3 separate regions of the Mus musculus genome follow, and all the other regions are linked to region 3. A link is a contact called in public Hi-C data. All regions are on one chromosome and are shown on one strand. Each heading gives the region's core, a stretch centred on a gene start, on an enhancer-like site or on the middle of the called end of the contact. The rest is flanking DNA. Distances are from core to core; before and after follow the strand shown.

Evidence for each region. Hi-C and Micro-C count contacts between places; a contact is called where the count stands out from the background.
Region 1: a Hi-C map of the N1E-115 cell line shows a contact between it and region 3, with 4 times the contacts expected there. The contact joins two enhancer-like sites. A contact is called at or near these places in 2 of 484 Hi-C or Micro-C datasets (the N1E-115 cell line and myocytes).
Region 2: a contact with region 3 is called in a Hi-C map of the N1E-115 cell line, with 2.9 times the contacts expected there. The contact joins two enhancer-like sites. A contact is called at or near these places in 9 of 484 Hi-C or Micro-C datasets (the N1E-115 cell line, bone marrow-derived macrophages, cerebellum and 4 more).

Annotation. Positions count from the first base shown.
Region 1 is chr3:153,394,923-153,398,416 of GRCm38.p6, reverse strand. The region is part of intron 3 of St6galnac3 (ST6 (alpha-N-acetyl-neuraminyl-2,3-beta-galactosyl-1,3)-N-acetylgalactosaminide alpha-2,6-sialyltransferase 3); the gene reads left to right. Among named protein-coding and RNA genes, the nearest start is that of 1700012D16Rik, 98 kb to the right of the region's middle. Within about 2 kb of position 1,811, at least 6 of the 459 cell types and tissues checked have an H3K27ac peak or open chromatin away from gene starts, as enhancers often do. A contact at or near this core is called in the N1E-115 cell line, where this site is marked.
Region 2 is chr3:153,569,789-153,573,658 of GRCm38.p6, reverse strand. The region is part of intron 1 of St6galnac3 (ST6 (alpha-N-acetyl-neuraminyl-2,3-beta-galactosyl-1,3)-N-acetylgalactosaminide alpha-2,6-sialyltransferase 3); the gene reads left to right. Among named protein-coding and RNA genes, the nearest start is that of Gm32721, 18 kb to the left of the region's middle. Within about 2 kb of position 2,353, at least 26 of the 459 cell types and tissues checked have an H3K27ac peak or open chromatin away from gene starts, as enhancers often do. A contact at or near this core is called in the N1E-115 cell line, where this site is marked.
Region 3 is chr3:152,795,686-152,799,308 of GRCm38.p6, reverse strand. It overlaps a transcript of Pigk not described here. Among named protein-coding and RNA genes, the nearest start is that of Gm40181, 41 kb to the right of the region's middle. Within about 2 kb of position 1,763, at least 14 of the 459 cell types and tissues checked have an H3K27ac peak or open chromatin away from gene starts, as enhancers often do. A contact at or near this core is called in the N1E-115 cell line, where this site is marked.

The sequences.
Region 1 (3,494 bases), core at 562-3,061, 600 kb before region 3:
CCTACTTCCCGAGCAGGTGGATGCTTGATGGGCAGAGAGTTTCTGGTGTTTCTGCTGCCAGGCACATTGTGGCTGTTCAATAAATATTAAATAATAAGAAGAATTTCCTAATTACGACGCACATTTTCCTCTATCAAGCAGATGGTGCTCTATAGGAGCGGGCCATTATTTATAAGTGTGACACAAGGTGCTGGCAATTGTATGTGAAATGCGGCTCTCACTTCAGTTGCTGGTTATATGCTACAGCAAAGTTTGATCAATATTAGTTAATGTTTTTGATTTAAAAAAAAAAGCCTGTGACTAGAGAGATGGACTTTTTGTGTCCGTGTCTGTAATCCTGCCATCGAGATGATTAATAGAGGCTTCAGCTGTAAATTCATCCCTTATAATGTGATATAAAAGGCCTCTGAGCAGGCAGCACGGTGTGAACTGCGAGTCTCGTCCCCCCTGCCTTCTATGGGAGTTTTCCTTTCAAGTCCTTGGACTGTCTCTGTGGTTGCTAAGGCAAGATGCACAGACCTCTCTGATATTCTCGTGGCTCAGAGCCATAACTGAAACCTCACAGGGACTAAGGAGAACTAATTAGGTGTTCCCAAAATACACATCATTTTATGATTTTGCACATCACCGTGATGAAAATAACAGTCTAATTCCATCAAGTCATGTAAATTATAGCGAGGGGGACGATGAGAGGCGGCAATCCTCCCTCCTTCAGAGACGTTAACTCGGTTGTCAGCACATCCACAGGTCCAGAAATCACAAAAAAGAGGCACAACTTTGTAGTGCAAGTGAGGTTTGGTGATCATCTATGGCTTCCATTTCTTTTTTTTTTTTTTTTTTTTTGAATGATATTTTTATTTTATTTTTTTTTCCATTTTTTATTAGGTATTTAGCTCATTTACATTTCCAATGCTATACCAAAAGTCCCCCTTACCCACCCACCCCCACTCCCCTACCCACCCACTCCCCCCCTTTGGCCCTGGCGTTCCCCTGTACCGGGGCACACAAAGTCTGCGTGTCCAATGGGCCTCTCTTTCCAGTGATGGCCGACTAGGCCATCTTTTGATACATATGCAGCTAGAGTCAAGAGCTCAGGGGTACTGGTTAGTTCATAATGTTGTTCCACCTATAGGGTTGAAGATCCCTTTAGCTCCTTGGGTACTTTCTCTAGCTCCTCCATTGGGAGCCCTGTGATCCATCCATTAGCTGACTGTGAGCATCCACTTCTGTGTTTGCTAGGCCCCGGCATAGTCTCACAAGAGACAGCTACATATGGCTTCCATTTCTAAAGTGCGCTTCTATGAAGGGTCTGTGCACATGCAAGCATTCAAGCGTCTGTTAGGAGCTGAGGCAGCTGCATCCCTTCTCATCAAAGATAGAGAGCATCCTGCTTACTAACACACCCACATGCACTCCTACTAAGCTCCTCTACTAAGGAGGGGCGCTCCTGGGTTTGATAGGCAGCTCAGAGAGTAGCTTCATTCATGCCTTCTGCAGATGTCTCCCGAGCACATATTCCCTGGGTGATAAGTAGGTGTCAGACATTGTCCAGATGCAGAGGCGCTGTTGATGTTTGAGACACGTTCTCTGGCTGAGGCTCTGGCATGTGTAGGCAGGTTCTCTACATCCGGTCTCACCTCCTTGTTTTTAATATTTATAAATAACACTCATCAGGATGTCAGTAGGTAGGAAGTGAAAGTAGCTGAGAAACCTGGCCAAGACGAAGCAAATCCCAGCGTGAGTTAAAAAGATGCTGCCCCCAAGGATATGCAGTGAGCCGAGATGGATTCTCGAGGCAAAAAAAAAAAAAAAAAAAAAAAAAAGAAGTCTTATGCTGAAGTCTAGGCTCTACCTCACAGATGGGCAATCCATGGGCTAGAGATTGCATCTGAATTCCCTACAGACCCGTTAGGAAATCAAGACCATGTACTTCTAAAGCCCGGCGTCTGCCCAGAATATGAACTCATAAATATGTTAGCTTAAGTAAAGCTTATGATAATGCACATGAATCATGTTCCTACTTTGAAAAGCACAGACCCCATAATTCAATACTTCTGGGACATCTCCAGATAGCTGCAGGAGTTTTCTCCTTCATTTATTCTCTTAGGCCTTGACTCAGATGACACCTTGTCAGAGAGCCCTTCCCTGGCAACACCCCCTACCACCCCTCTCTGACCTGGGCATCAAACTCCATTTTCCAGATGTCATTTACTACTGTGTGACAAGTTGCAATTTCCACTTACTCTATGAGAGACTTAGGCAAGGGCGGATGGACTCGACGCTCTATCCTGTCCTTCAGAGTGAACCTAACACACAGCATCACCCAGTCCTTGAGGGGAGTGATGTGGCTTTGAGGGATGGTAGCTCATTAACACTAGAAGCAGTGTTAGCCAGGCTCTCTTAGGATTAGATCTCTCATGCCCTGACCTAACCTAGTCCCTGAGATTCTTCGGGCTGAGGGGCATGCAATGCAGTATGCCTTGGTGTGACTTTTCCAAAGTGAACTTTATGCTTTGAATGGTGTGATTTGTGAGAAATGATGTATTTGCTAGTTAGCATTTAATTTGTTTTTCTGTTTTCCTAAATCTAAGACAAATACAATTTCCATCAGAAATTCTGGTAACTAGGGAGCCCATATTGAAACAATATAGTTCTGCTCAAAAGCCTGGAAGGCAAATGTTTCAGTCAGGTTCTGTATTGAGGGGGAAAAATTAAACTATCCCTGCTCAACTTTCTGAGATTTCATATATAGCTCAAGAATCTCCACAAACAAGTCTAGTGGGCGAAGAGAAAGGGGGGGAGGAGATGGGGAGCTAAAAATGAGTCCAGCGCATTTATTTTACAGGCAAGAAAAGCTAAGATCAAAACAAATGTAGTGACTCTGCCAGAAGTCCATGCATTTCTGTGGGGCTTTGCTCCAGGAACCTCTGCCAGGCTGGTATACTGCTCGCTGGCTGCTGTGCCTCCCCCACTCTGGACACCCACGGCAGTGTGGTCCACTGCTTCCTTGTGAAGGATCTCCTATGGCCTTTTAGCCCGAAGAGTCTCAAGGACTAGAACCTGGGGCTCTGATTTTGTCCATTCTGTGGCATGCCATATATATATATATATATATATATATATATATATATATATATATATATATATATATACACACACACACACATATCCATTTGAGTATGTTGTTCTGGAAACAGAAAAAAAGAGAGGATTTAAATCATATTATCAAATAATTCTAGACCATACCTTCTGAGCGCTTGGAACAGTGTCTTTCCTCAGGGAAGGACACTGGTCACGTAGATGAGGGTGGGGTTTGGGGGGGGGGCACTTGTTAGATTTTTATCAGCTTGACAGAAGCTGGGTCATCTGGGAAGTGGGAACCTCACATAAGGAATTGCTTCTATCTGATTGGCCTGTGGGGGTGTTTATTTAATAGTTGATAGGGGACCAGCCGGTTCTCAGCAGGTGGTCTTGGATGGTGTAAGCAAGCAGTC
Region 2 (3,870 bases), core at 1,104-3,603, 770 kb before region 3:
CCCTCCCACCGCTGACTGAACAGAGAATAGGTGGAACTCTGGCGGGGTGTGGGTCTTCCCCTTCCCCCCTCTTCCCCAGGGCCTCTTTTTAGCTCCCAACAGCACTTAGTTTTCTGGAGACCCAAGCTCCAGTCCTATGGTTACAGCACATTACTAACCACCAGGACATCTTCTCAGCCCAACTACTGTCACTTTTAACTGTGCTCTTTGGGTCCTGTGAGAAGAGTCTTTGTATGCCAGGAGCCTTGTCAGGACATAGAGCAACAGGCATTCTTAATTGGTTCTTCTTTTTAAATGATTGCTGTGGTCTGATGTGTTTTTGCACACATATCTCCAGTTATTTTAAATTATAGTGTGTGTGTGTGTGTGTGTGTGTGTGTGTGTACACTTGCTGAAGCCAAAACTGGGTATGAGGGTCTCTGGGGCTGCAGTAATATGGGTCATGAGTTGCGTACCTGGTATTGAACTCTGATCCTCTGAAAAAGCAGTAACTGCTCTTAATGGCTGAGCTGTCTCTCCAGCCCCACCTTCAGCTCTAGTTTTCCAGGGGGAAATCCCTATAAAATGTATTTCATTCTGAGGATGGAGCCATTCATTTGGCTGCTGTTTGAACGTGCTAGAAACAACATCATTGGGATTACACATTACAACACACCTTCCTTCCGAATTGCTCATCTTTAAGCTTTGTCATCAGAACCCTGCTCCTTTAGGTCCTCACATCCTTAGCTTATGAAGAAAACTACAGCTTTTTCATTGGTGTGTTTATATCCAGAAGACTAGTCTAGAGCCATTGAGGATCTTGTCCTCCTGTGTGGCTAGGTAAAGAAATCAGTTTTATGGTGACATGAAGGGCCCTCTGGAGTGGGGTAGCCTGGGAAAAGCACCGAGTCCCAGAGTACCCACACCAGTGGAGCTCTGGGATTTGCCTAAGCGATCCATGATGTAATAGACCTCCATGATGTAATAGACCACCATGATGTAATAGACCTCTACCGCATGGTTAGGGTGTAGCTCTGTCCTCGAGGTATCTGAACTTTGGCTGGAAAAAAGGAATGTGCAAACCCAGCGAGACATGGAAAACCTTTCCAACATGGAGTGTCTGACGGAACACACAGTGTACTGGAAGACATTGGAATAATCAGGCTATATGGCTGGCTTTTTAAATTTTTTTATTTCTGTGTGTGTGTGAAAGAGAGAGATAGGGGAGTGGCGGGGGGAAGAGGGAGAGGGATTCTCGGATTTTACTTCCTCCAAAATTCTCCAGTGAATGAGGGCGTCAAAAAAACTCTGAAGTCTTTAAAATGCGCTGAGAGCATTTTGTTTCCAAGGGAAGATTTATATTCTCCCAGCCTTTTCAATCCTGTTTTCCTATCTTATATGCTATAAACCAAACCTCATTCAGGAAAATAAAAGATGAATACGAGCTCTGAAAGAATACAGAATGGGGACACTCAGCCGAAATGGCCATAATTTCTTCTAGGAGAAGAAAAAAAAATTAAGCGTGTGGTGAGAAGCATTAAGACGCAGGGCTGCTACACGCTTACAAACAGCAGCTGCGGTAATGGAAACGTCTGGTCAGGAGGCCAAACCCGCAGACAGCGAGCAGGCTGAGCACTTTGAGGTCTATATGGACAGGGATTCATTGGTAAGAGGGGGCGGAGTGGCTCCACTGCCGACCGGAAATGGTTACGTGACCCTTCTGCGTCGGTTCCTCCTGACCATCATCAGCCTCCTTCTGGCTCGGATAAGCCCTTAATGTAATTCCAGGGCTTGCTTTAAAATCATTTTAAAGCAAGCCCTTAATGTAATTCCAGGGCTTGCTTTAAAATCATTTTAAAGCACTAGCACTTTACAGTTTATAGATCACCGTGGGGAGGACTCTAGGGAGAAAGGGCGCCATGACCGGTGTCTACTGAAGACAGACAAAGTAACTGAACAGCAGTGCCCAGCACTGCGTCTGCCTTAGAGTTGAATTCAAGTGTGCACCCTCACTTCCAGCGAGTTTGTTTATTTGCTTTGTTTTGCAGGGTAGCTGAGGTTATCTCAGTGACAAACCACTTCCCAAATTTAAGACAATCTCCTTCCACGGGGAGAGTGCAGACTGGTTCATTGTTGTCTGCTTTTATCTTCAGACTGACACATAAAATAACTAGGCTGTGACCTTCACACAGGTAGTCGCACCTGCTCCACAGCCTGACTGCACACAATCCTGTGGCTGACCTGTGTTGGCGGCAAGTGGGAGGTTTTGGGGACTGGCTTCCTATTTAGAATAATCCTGGTCTGCAAACGTGGGAGGGAAGCTGGGCCATTCGAGAGCACCATGTGTCGGCCTAATCGAAAGATGCTGAAATGGCAAGCTGTTGGAAGAGAACATCCCGTGCCGTTGATTCGCCAGCCCACGCTTTCACAAGTACCTTCCTGGAAGCCGGTCTGTGTTCTTTGTGTGGTGGCCTTTTAAATGTCAGCCTGCAGAAGGGTTTCTGTTTTTAGTTAAGGCTGATCTCTAAAGCAATCAGATAATAGTTTAAAGTCATAGCTCCCACTCGCTAAGTACTTGTAATGTGTTGATGCTGGGTTCTATATTCTCTTTCCATGAAATTTTAGGTAATATCTTTTGTCAACTCAGGTGTCACCTTGACTCAACCTAGTGCCACTTGGAAGAAGGATCCTCCACTGAGGAATTGACTGCATCATATTGGTCTGTAGGCACATTTATGGGGCATTGTCTTGATTATTCATTGATATATAAGGGTGCAGTCCACTGTGGGAGGGGTCATTCCTAGGCAGGTGGCCCTGGGCTGTACAGAAAGCTAGCTAAGGATGAGCTTGTGAGAGAACAAGCAGAGATGGGGCCAGCAGAGTGGCATTCCTCCCTGGTTCTGATTCAGGTTCTTGCCCAGGGTCCTGCTTTGATTTCCCTCAGACATGGATAGTGACCCAGAAGGGTAGAAAGAACTGAATCTTCTTCTCCCCAAGTCCTTTTGGTCAGAGTGTTTTATTGTGGCCAACAGGATGAAGGTAGGACAGGTAGTGCTGAAAAGACGGCAGGTGCACAGGTGTCACCGCACATGTTAATCATGGTTTGTCAGGCGAGCACTTTCTAATAGCTTGAACATATCTGTGTGTCTGATGTATTATCTTCTCGATGTACTGTGGACCCCTGGAACGATCCTGTGCCCATTGACTGGCACAGAGGTATCGTGTATCTGCCCACCCCTTCAGTTAGGAGCTGAACCCAGAGCTTTGTGCATAAGAGGCAAACGATCTCCCAGTGGGCTTCCATAGCTCTGTATATCATAAGTCTTTTTCACATCATTGTGTGAGTGTGTGTGTGTGTGTGTGTGTGTGTGTGTATGTTCATATGTGTAAGGGTTGCCATGGCATGTGACAGTGTAAGGACAACATTGAATTGATAGAAGAATTTTTATTTTATTTTTTATTTTTTTTCCATTTTTATTAGGTATTTAGCTCATTTACATTTCCAATGCTATACCAAAGTCCCCCATACCCACCCGCCCCCACTCCCCTACCCGCCCACCCCCCCTTTTTGGCCCTGGCGTTCCCCTGTTCTGGGGCATATAAAGTTTGTGTGTCCAATGGGCCTCTCTTTCCAGTGATGGCTGACTAGGCCATCTTTTGATACATATGCAGCTAGAGTCAAGAGCTCCGGGGTACTGGTTAGTTCATAATGTTGATCCACCTATAGGGTTGCAGATCCCTTTAGCTCCTTGGGTACTTTCTCTAGCTCCTCCATTGGGAGCCCTGTGATCCATCCATTAGCTGACTGTGAGCATCCACTTCTGTGTTTGCTAGGCCCCGGCATAGTCTCACAAGAGACAGCTACATCTGGGTCCTTTCGATAAAATCTTG
Region 3 (3,623 bases), core at 514-3,013:
ACTCACACACACTCACACAAACACACACATACACACTTACACACACTCACATACACTCACATACACTAACACACGCACACACACTCACTCACACACAGTGCTAGGAGGAGCCCTGGATACACAGGAACCACAGCTGGGGAGGTATGTGAGATGGGCCAGGGTTGGAGGGCAGCGGCTCACCGGCCTGTAGCTCCTCTGCAGAATGCAGCTGCTGCCCTTACATAAAGGGTACAGGGTTTACCAGTGTCGGGGAGCAGAGTGGACGGATGAGCTCAGCCACCACAGGAAACAGTAGGGTCCATCTGTAGATGTGCTGTCCCTCGGCCACCCTGCCCGAGGGGCACGTTCCCTGGCTGTGCTTCTCCGAGCTCTTATTGAATCAGCTTGATGGGAAGTCGGTCTGGACGTGACAGTAAGAAGATGCTGGGAAGCCAGACACATAGCTATGTACAGTTAACGGGAAATTAAAAGGGTTACTGCACCAAGAAGGAGCCAGCGTTTTTTTTTTTTTCTCTCTTTTTCCTCCAATTATACAGATGCCTATCTATACATAGATGGGTTGTCGGATGAAGACTAAAGTGTATTTCAAAATATCTTTTGGAAGCCATTGCTCCTTCTCCCATCAGAGACATAGTGTAGAGAACAAGAAATATCACAATTTCCTCTGCCATTATATAGATGAGTATATACATGCATGCCCACTCACAGTGTGAAACACATTTCTTACTGTGGGTTTCAGAGAGTTTGGTAAACACCAGCTTGCTTTCTACCTGGTGCCTGGAATATTACAGATACAACAGGCATGTCTGAACTGTGGATGGAGGAGAAACAGGGCCCCAAGAACTTATCATGGGGTCACACAGGCAAGCGGGAAGTCTATATTACCCCTGGATGTCTGGCTGAGGCACATGTCAGGCCAGCCAGACGGCCCCCCTCAAGGCACTAGACACCATACAGACACTGAGACAGAGCTTAGGGGGAATGCTTGCTACCTTTAACTTCGGCCTGAAGGAATTCTGAGCAGTGCTCCGCAGAGAACCTGAACTTAGAAATGCAAGGCACAGAAGGAACCTTCTAGAAGTCATGGCATTCTGAGAACAATAGTAGCAGAAGCCAGGTGACTCCACGAAGCAGATGACTCCCTAGAACAATGCTTGCGCTTGCCTTGTTTTGTGTCTTCTACGTTTATTCTGAGTTTGCTTTGTTCCATAATGCTCAGCACTCAAAGAGTGTAGACTCCTAGTGTTTGCACTTGAAGTCTCCCTTCATACTCTCCCAGCTACCTGGTTTGGTCTTTCCACTCTGTTTTCCCTCTATTGTTTTCACCTTAAAAGCTTTTGTTTCTCCTCCATTTTGGCTCTCTGCACAAGTACATCACCCCTTAGGTTCAGGTGCTAACCACTACAGTTTCAATGCCTGTCACTTTCCCTAGTTAGGCTCTTTCATTTCTGAGGTTTGTTTTTGCTCTCAACCTGTTGAAATTGCTATTTTGATTCCTTTCGATTTCTTCTGATTTGATCTTAGCTCCTCTCCGCAGCCTTCACCTTTATTAGGTTTGCAGCATACTTCTTTGGCTGTGATTTAATTACTCTGCTCCTATATAGAGTGCATTCATCATCTGACAAACAACACAGGCAGAAGTCAGGCTCTCGCCCTCTGCCCTTCTCAAATACCCTCCCCAGTAAACACCCGAGATAACAGAGAGGACTGAGAGGATGGCCTGTACCAATGTGCTCCTGCTTTGTTGCTTTCCCTTTGATCCTTGTGACTCTTGGCAGGGATGGGGGAGGGGGGACTATGGGTGAGGCAGATCTGTTAGCTTCCTTCTGCTCACAGAGAGGAAAGTGTGCTGAGCAAGGGGAGATGCAGGGCTCTGAAAGCCCCAGGAACCCTGATGGTTGCCTACCTGCCTGACTTCCTTCCTTCCTTGCTTGCTTCCTTGCTTGCTTCCTTCCTTGCTTGCTTCCTTCCTTCCTTCCAAATTCAAAGGAGATGGTGAGGAATGATCTTTAAAGGAGCAGATTTTTTTTTCAACCCCAAGACTGATGGTTCAATGACCATGGTCAGGAATCCTACCATTTCATGACCTGAGTTTCTGAGAGGATGTATGCTTAGTGAGGTCCAGCATAGAGACAATACTCATACTGCCATCTGAACAAAACGCTCAGTAAGGAGGTGTCCTGGTGAGAGATTAAAAGTCAGGGCTCAGAGGAAAGGCAGGTATCAGAAGCAGCCCTGAACCCCAAGGACCGAGACAGGGCGTCCAAGGAGAGGCACCCAGGGAGACTGTCACAAAGATGGAGAGGACATGGCATGGCCAGATGGATGGCAGCAAAGGTCACTGCCACTTCCAGTCAGGGGCTTTCCAGCAAGCCCCAGAGTATTAGGGAAAGCCATTACCTGGAGGGGACCATGCCTCAGGTTGTTCTGAAAAGTGCCTCACGGGATGGGGATGGGATGTTCGTAGGAACGTGGTCACCAGACACCCTTCACTGAGGAACTGCGCAGGTCAGCTTACCTGGTGAAGCATTTACAGAGATGTGCTCTGCAGCATAGCGGTTCACTGGAAGGTGCTCTGGGATGCCTGCCACTGGTTACTGCAGAACACACACTCACTTGCATACACACATGCACATACATGCACACAGTGCAGTGAAACATTGGAAACAACACAAGCAGTGTTTCTGCAGCATGCTATCCTGACAAAGCTTACCAAGTACTCGCTGGGATGAGGAAGGAGCCTTGTGAACAATGGCTGAGTGAAGACAATATGCTGATGGTGGCTCTGTGGCCATTCAGCTCCATTGTCACCCTTCTGCACGCCTAAGCTGAGTACAAGGACACTGCTCTGTTGAGATTTAACAAGATGTCACCTGTTAAATGTTAACAAGAAGTTATAACCCAATGCCAAAATTAAGAGGTGTGCAATGCAACATTGCTTTTACAGCCAACAATGCAAATCACCCTCGTGTTCCATCACAGCTCCACTGGGTATCTCCTGCCTAAGGGTGATATTGTAGGGGTACTGTCACCAACGAAGTAACTATAAAGAATATATATATATATATATATATATATATATATATATATATATATATATATATATATATTTGTGTGTGTAGCATATATTCTTTAAATACATATGCAATACATGTATATATGTCTATACACAAAGACAGCCTCATTACCAAAAAGCTGACTTGAAAGTCACAGTTGGAAGGTGAGTTTATGTCTCCCTCAGCCCCCACACAGAAGCACAGTGACCATTTTTTTAGCTGAAGAAAAGAACCAAATCTTCACTCAGAAGGGAGATTCCTCACCTGGCCTGATGCTCTTTGCTTCATTGGTTTTGGTTATAGCCTTCCACCAGCCATTACTGTTCATCATGGGACTACCAAGGGGTTTCTTGGGAGAAGCCCTTCTTCATGCCCAGTGTGTAAGAGCAACTGAATTTCTGTTTGGTGGTTTCTAATCACTTCATCCAGTAGAATAAATCTTTATTTGGAGCTTGTAGATTCAGCTATAAAAGCACACTCATGTGACCAGCTGGCAGGCTCTTAAGACTCGGGGACTCACACCCGTGATCTCCAGAGAGCGAGCTTCCTTGGCCAAGTCCACTCAGA